Linked DNA regions of Oryzias latipes: region 2 is linked to region 1. The links are chromatin contacts, called in public Hi-C maps. All regions are on one chromosome and are shown on one strand. The core of a region is the stretch at or near the end of the contact, and the rest is flanking DNA. Distances in the headings are between cores, read along the strand shown.

What was found. A called contact is a pair of places that touch in the nucleus more often than the background predicts.
Region 2: a Hi-C map of embryo shows a contact between it and region 1, with 1.5 times the contacts expected there. The contact joins two enhancer-like sites. A contact is called at or near these places in 2 of 5 Hi-C or Micro-C datasets (both in embryo).

The regions. Positions count from the first base shown.
Region 1 is chr20:8,894,238-8,898,103 of ASM223467v1, forward strand. LOC101161760 (partitioning defective 3 homolog) reads right to left here. Exons shown (of 23, transcript XM_023950354.1): 7 at 856-981. Among protein-coding and RNA genes, the nearest start is that of trnal-uaa, 53 kb to the left of the region's middle. Within about 2 kb of position 1,979, at least 1 of the 8 cell types and tissues checked has an H3K27ac peak or open chromatin away from gene starts, as enhancers often do. A contact at or near this core is called in embryo, where this site is marked.
Region 2 is chr20:9,004,536-9,008,156 of ASM223467v1, forward strand. All of the region lies in intron 2 of LOC101161760 (partitioning defective 3 homolog), which reads right to left. Among protein-coding and RNA genes, the nearest start is that of trnaw-cca, 34 kb to the right of the region's middle. Within about 2 kb of position 1,811, at least 1 of the 8 cell types and tissues checked has an H3K27ac peak or open chromatin away from gene starts, as enhancers often do. A contact at or near this core is called in embryo, where this site is marked.

The DNA of each region.
Region 1 (3,866 bases), core at 729-3,228:
CAGCTGTGGGGGGGGGCTCAGGTCCGACTCCGGAACCACAACACTGTCAACTGCCGGTTGATTTCTTGTCCCACCAAATCTTGTTTTCCAACTGGCCAAGTCACTTTAACAGTACACTTTTAGAATGACTTATCATTTCGAAGAAAGTCTTTCAGCATTCAGAACAATATATTTCAGGAAATGGAAGGATGGATACGTGGATGGATGGTTTGATAGATGGATGGATGGATGGATGGATGGATGGATGGATGGATGGATGGATGGATGGATGGATGGATGGATGGATGGATGGATGGATGGATGGATGGATGGATAGATAGATAGATAGATAGATAGATAGATAGATAGATAGATAGATAGATAGATAGATAGATAGATAGATAGATAGATAGATAGATAGATAGATAGATAGATAGATAGATAGATAGATAGATAGATAGATAGATAGATAGATAGATAGATAGATAGATAGATGAAACTGGATCAGGTAGGTATTATGGGACATCACTGAATAAATAATGTTCATTTAAAAAAATTAAGGACAATTAAAATTAAAAAATTTAATAATAAATTAAGTTGAAAGATATAAAAGTCACATACAAACGTGTATCAATACACAATCAGTTCTATATATATATATATATATATATATATATATATATATATATATATATATATATATATATATATATATATATATATATATATATATATATATATAAATATAAAATTGATTGATGACAAAATTGATAAATACATTCATGAAATGACTTTGATATGCCAATCTAGTTTTTTCCCCACTGTCTTCTCCCAGCAGGGGAATGGTCCTGTGAAATGTCCTGTTTGCAAACTTACTGTTCAAAACGCAGATTGCGGATGTCCCCCTGGTTTATCTTGACGATGCAGTCATTTTCCTGGAAGAGACGCTCCAGCTCAGTTTTCCCGCCGGGCTCCAGACGTCTCACAAGCAGACCCTGAGTCCTGAAAATGATTACACAAGCGTTGCAAGTGTCTTTTTTAGGACTCGTTCAGGCAGAAATGGTGACATTTACAACTGGTTTTGTTTCCACAATCTGCACGGAAAGATAGTTTCGACACAGCCATTGACTATGAGAACTGGCCTGAGTGAGTGTGACGTCACCCGCAGAAAATGGTTTACTTTCAGCATTAATCAAATGAAGTTAATCAGTTGCCATTTTTTTGCCGTACGGATGCTGCCATTTGGAACCAAACAATGTGAGTTAGTGGAGTTTGGTCCATCAGAGTGATTGTTTCTATGGCAACCACTCTCACCATTCAGGAGTGAGCTTGTCAGAAGGCCACACCCCTACCACTTGTAAAAGGGCTACACAAAATCTGTTAATCAAACTTTTTGAACAACTGACTTGAGACCACCTACTTTGATTGAAGCGTCTGATTGCCCAGTTTATAACTTGAATAACTCCCACAACATAAAACATATGAAAAAATAATTATGATTAGCAAGAAGATCTTTGACTATTTCTCAATATAAGTCTATGGAATTTTGGCTTCACTCAGTCCAGTTCTTCTATACAGTCAATGGACACACCTAAAGTAAGACAGAGAGATTTGGGATATTTTGGGCATTTTCAATTTTTTTGGAATGGAAAACTGTTGATGTACCAGTGCCTGCATACTACATCAGCTTGCAAAGTTTTCCTATTGTGGAAAAGTTTACTTTCAACGCATGAGCTTGGATAAAAAAAATAAAAAGCTGACTTTAAGCCTGTACGTCTGTCCTTCTTCCCTCTGCCTCACTCTCTGTGAGCAGGTCTGATCGGCAGACTGTCTGAAATAATCCAGCGCTCGCAGATCATCTTTTGGCTTCCAGGAGAACGCTACAGTTGCCTTCCCCCGAGCTTAAGATGAAGCCGACGGTGCTGTAATAAACACCACAAGCCATTCAAGCAATCCGTTCAAAAGAGCCAACCCCTACCTTCAAACGCCCCCCCCTCCCTCCTTCCATCCCCCTTTTAAATAGCAACATCAGTGAGCTCCTTTGGGGCTTTAGCTAGGCCCTACGGATAACCGCATGCAAAGAGATGTGTGCTCACACAGCAGCACAGCAAAACCACACTGAACACTTCCAGAGTGATAGACCTGAGGTAGCAGCTTGATTTTTTTCTCTACAGATGTTTGTCCTTCTAGCTTACGCTGACAAAAAGTTTGGAAGATTATTCGAAAAGGGAAAAGTTGTGACGCAAAAATACGCTCCACTCGGACTGAAAGGCTTCTTAAGCTACGTTCACATTGCCCTTGGCAACGCACGTTTAAGCGACCACTTTCATTGAAGTCTATGTAAAACTTTTTAAGACAATTTTAGGGCTCTACGTAAAAAATGCGTCGTCACTGAAAACATGGGAAAAGTTAAACCGGGTCAAACTTTGACCAATTGAGGAACTCGGATTTGACATATGGGTGGTGCTCTATGGATGGCTGACTCACAGGTCGCGGAGGGAAGGTCTAAGAAATGATAACCAGACTTTTCTTTAGCCACCCACTTCCACAAGAGAGATTTCACTCGAGAGACGTAGTCTCTCCAGTGTGCATCGGGTCACGACCTCGTGGGACACGCCCAGACCACCTCTCCTGGGGTCCAGGAGGTACCCCTACCAGTCAGCTCAACCTCAACCCCAACCCTCTTTCAATGAAAAGTCTGCGTAAACACACGTAAAACAAGTTTCGGCCTTCTACAATCAGAACTCGCGTATTTTAGTCATTACGCATTTCTATGGCTTTACAAAGAAAAGACACGGCTATTGACCACGCATTGAAAGTTGACCAATCAGGGACTCAGATTTGGTAGTCACATTTGGATGGCATCCTTTTTAACTTTTACGAAAGTGCAAACTGTTAAAAACCTGATCGTGGGAGAGAAATTAATAATTGGGATTAGTGGGACAATCATACATAATTACATGACACCAATTCTGGACTGGAGCAAGATTTGCTCAGCTACAACACTTTGCACAGGCTCTTTCCAACTGTAGGTGGCACATATGCACTAGTAAACAGTAGAAAAAGAAGAAGAAGCCCCTCCCTGCTTGTCCAGTGTGAACACATAGGCTAAACAAGTATTCAAAAGAACACATTCTTGGATCGGCATCCCAGGCCCGGAGTGTTGGTACTCTTACAGTTCTTCGGGTGCAGAGAATGACACTGGCGTCCTGACCCTGTTTACCACGAACACAAAGACTAGATTTCTGGAGCTCTTCAGCATTTGCAGGCAAACACGGACATTTCCAGAACATTGCTGTAATTGGCCACCTGATGTGGGCGTCCACGCTCGTTTCGGTTCCTCGACAGGGGGAAAAGGCGAAGCAACGGGTTGAAATTAAAGATCACAAAGGAGCTCTCCTCTGTGTCTGATCCTGCATTAGCGGGCCGGCTTAAGGCTGCTGAGCAGAGAGTAATTGCAGATACAGCGTGGGTTGACATGACTGTTTATCTCTGAATAGAGGGGTTGAAAACAAGGAAGATGAATATTACAGCGCGTCTAAACCCTGATAAGTGTTCCTAGCCGAAACAAAGAGAGGTGGGGAGAGAGATCTTGTTAAGATTTCAAAAGATGTGGAATGAACACTATAGCAACTTTAAAGTACAACTAGCTCAGTTCTCTACTGACAAGGTTCTCAGAGAAGTATGGAACTCTAAAGGACATCTTTAAAGAAGTCTCTTTAAGAACCGGGACTTTGTAAAAGAGTCTCCCCAGACTCTATGTCCCATTTTAACCCCGTCAATGAGAATCAGCATCCTCCCACAAGTCTGCAGTTCTACTCCACCTTGTGGCTGCAGCACAGAGGAGCTGATTTGAAGGAGGCCACCTGCTCTCCTCCACTGACTTT
Region 2 (3,621 bases), core at 561-3,060, 110 kb after region 1:
ATTTTGTAATTTCATTGGTACTAAATATTAAGCATCAGCTAACATCATTCTAGTTTTATTTTCTGTTTTACCAGTGTAGAGTTTAACCTCTGACTTGATGTTGAACAGATGAGCAGCAGGTTTTATCTGCAGCAATCCTTACAAAGTCTTTGTCTCTGAGACCTGACAGTTGTGACTTCCAGTCCCTCCAGGTTTTCTGGGAGGATGGTTTGGGTTTCCACCTGCTGTCCATCCATCTGCTGTTTGAAGCCAGAAAAAAAGAAAAAAAAAGGCACAGCGGCTCGTTGTTCTACACGTGTCAGCGTGCATGGGAGAACTAAACCAATTCCGCCTTAACAGACAAAGAGCAGACAGGAAGAGTGCTCCCGGTCTGGCCTGAAGCCCCCCGCTGATGCCGCACAATGTTTATCTCTGTGAAGGTGCACAAACACAGGCTTGTTCCGGGTCTGATCCAACCCTGCCGATTGCATCTTGGAGCTGGCCAGCTCAGCTCTTCGGGGGGCCCCAGCCGCTCTGCTCCACCCACGACTCACCCCCATTGCAGAGCAAATTTAATTTGGAGGTGATGAGGACTGATAAAACCGGCAAAGAGCAAAAGGCACAGAGGGGGGAGGGAGGAAACCCAATAGCTGCTCCTGCACCTTTTCACCTTCTACCAACCCACGGATGCTCATCGTCTCCTGTTTCTGCACCCCCCATGTGCAGACGTGGAGGAAAAACCTCTTCTAAATACATTTTTCCTCCTTAATAAAGTTTGTTAAAATGCTGCAGAACTAAGCTATCTCTGTAAAGCTTCGTTCACTCCACCCACTGCAACACAAGCTCAGGCTGCCTCTTCCCAAGACAAACTCGTGTGAACGTATGTAAATGGCCGTTTCTGGATTCCACCTTTAAAACTCTCGCGTTCACGTGTAGCTACGCATATTTTTATACAAGTTATCAGCTATTACGTTAGAACAGAACAAGGTTTAAAAAAAAGAGCGCCATTGATATAAATGTTCATGAATGAATGAATGACAATGAATGAAAATGAATGAATAATATAAATGTAATATTTCTCTTTCCTCCAAAAATATTATCTCAGGTAAAATCAGATCTTCCTGGTTTGATATACTCAGTCCATTTTCTCCTTTATTCATATAAATTGATACTTTCAATCTTGAGGGTTGCTACGCAGGTTTTTAGGCCAATTTTAAGGCTCTACATACAAAACGCGTGGCGATAGAAAACGTGCTGAAAGTCAAACCAAGTTGAACTTTGACCAATCAGGGACGGTAGTAACGTTAGGATAATTCATGGAAGTGCCAACTTCTGGAAAACTGATCATGGAGGAAAAATTACTAACTGAGGTTCATTACCAACAAAAATTATGACACCAAGTCAATCTTATATCAGAATAGAGATGGGAAAGAAAAAACCTGGAACAAGATTTGCATGACTTTTATTGCTAATACATTTTGCGCCAAGCTTCCTCCAACTGTAGGTGGTGGACATGTGCTCGTGAACAGTAGAGAAAGAACAAGAAGAAGAGTCCCCTCCCTTCTAGGACCACGTTTAGTGCGTTCTTGAGCGTGCATTCACATGTAGCTTCAGGAGTGTCTTTACTGCTCCACAGCTCAGTAAATGGCGGCGCGTTCAAGCCCAGACCTTCAGTGAAGCTGTAACCGAGCGTGAATGGAGGCCCCGGTGGCTCTGAGAGCTGATGCGTGAACGCACACAGATGTTGGCTGCGCTCTGAATGGCCTTTATCGAATTAGCTGGAGACTGGAGGGAGCGGTGTGGAGCTGGAGGTTTTCACGGGTCAGTGCTAGCCTCCAGCCCTGCAGCCATGAGACCTCCGAGCCACCTGCAGCCGAGAGCGGCGCACTGCAGCTCCGCCTTAAGCCCGTGCGGCCAGCGAGGGTCCACGCTGGGGGGTGGGGGGGTCTGACTGGACAGTTGACGGATGCTTTGTATTCCATTACAGTGAGCAGCTACACTACACTCGCACAAACACAAGATCACACGGGTTAGGATGAGCACGGCCTTCCTCCCTGCTTCCATCTAACAGGCATCTTGTTTCCATGCCAGCCCCCTCTGCCAAACTGGGCACCAACCCCACCCTCATTCATTATTAAAGCAGACATAATTGTCGGGGGTGGGTGGGGGTGTCATCATTTACTAATGTGGAGACAATAAAAAGGCCCTTAATTATTCAGGAAGCAGGTGACCACCCCTCTGCAGCGGCAGATTTCTCCCATGATGAGATCACGCTCCCTGAAACACAGGAGGGCGTGGGCTGCCGGGGGAGGGGGCGGTCAGCAAAGGAAGTGATGGGGTTGTGACCTGCTGTTCTGCTCACCTCAAAAACCTGTAAACCACTGTCAGTAATCAAGCTGGTTTTCCGTGTGTGTGTGTGTGTGTGTGTGTGTGTATGTGTGTGCATGTGTGCGTTTGTGTGGTTGCAAGTGCAATCAAGTATCTTTCATAATTAAAAATAAGCTAGGACTAGTGGTTACTCAATTTACTCAGAAAATTTTCTACTAGAAAATATCTATGATCCAATAGGGAAAAATATAAAAAGAAATATTTCATTAAATCAAAGTAATAAATCAATACCCAGCTTCTAGCATTCTGCTATTTCTGATCAGCAGGAACCCAACATGAGTAAATATGAAAAAAGCATGATTTTAAACCTCAACAGGTAATGTTTTAACTCACTGCTACAAAAGCTCTGGCTGCTGGCTAACACTCTCAGCTTGTCAGATCATTTCGACCCATAGATGAGCTCAAAATAATAATGACTTACATACAGTATTTTTGTCGTCACAGCTTGACAGCCAGAGTTGGAATGCTCTCCCTTAAATTTTTCATTTCTGTTTCCAGATCTGGAAAGTGCTGAATTTGTTGGTATTTCATCAGTCTAGTGTGTGACAGTTTACCCATTATCAGCGTCACAAATTACCCCTCTCTAAAATCAGATTTAATCATCTGACACAGATAGTTTCGTCATTAAAAGTGGCTGGTTACAATGACTTGGAGCTCACTATGCGCTAGTAATGTTTTCACCTTAAATCTAGTTGCACTTCTATAGTAACTATCCTAAACCAAGTTTAAAATATAGTCTTAAATAGCCACCTTCTATCAAATGAGATTCATTTTGATACACAACATCAGCTGTATGACCAGACCATCAAACTTCACCACACCTCAACAGCGACCAACAAGGGACGATAACCTCCCTTTGCTAATAAGAGGTAATGACCCATGTCTGTCTTAGAGACTCCATCTACGGGGTGATGAGGACCAAACAGCATAGCCAGCAGAAAGAAGCTGCGTCTAGGGTGACCCGGTAATTACTGTTAATTGGTTTAGCGTTCAGATGGCTGGATGGATGGATAGATGGATGGAGAAAAAGAGAGGAGAGGAAGGAGGAACGATTTTCTCATTCAAAGTCCACTCTTCAACTTATTTGTTATCTAAGCTCTCTATCTGTAGCATGAGTTAATGGATTGGGCGACTGGGTGACGAGAGCCAAGTGGTAAACAAGAATGCACTGTTATGCAAACTGCATTAAGGGCGTAAAAATTCATAGGCAGGTATGCATATGTTGTGCAAATATTTTCTTGCAAATGACTATAA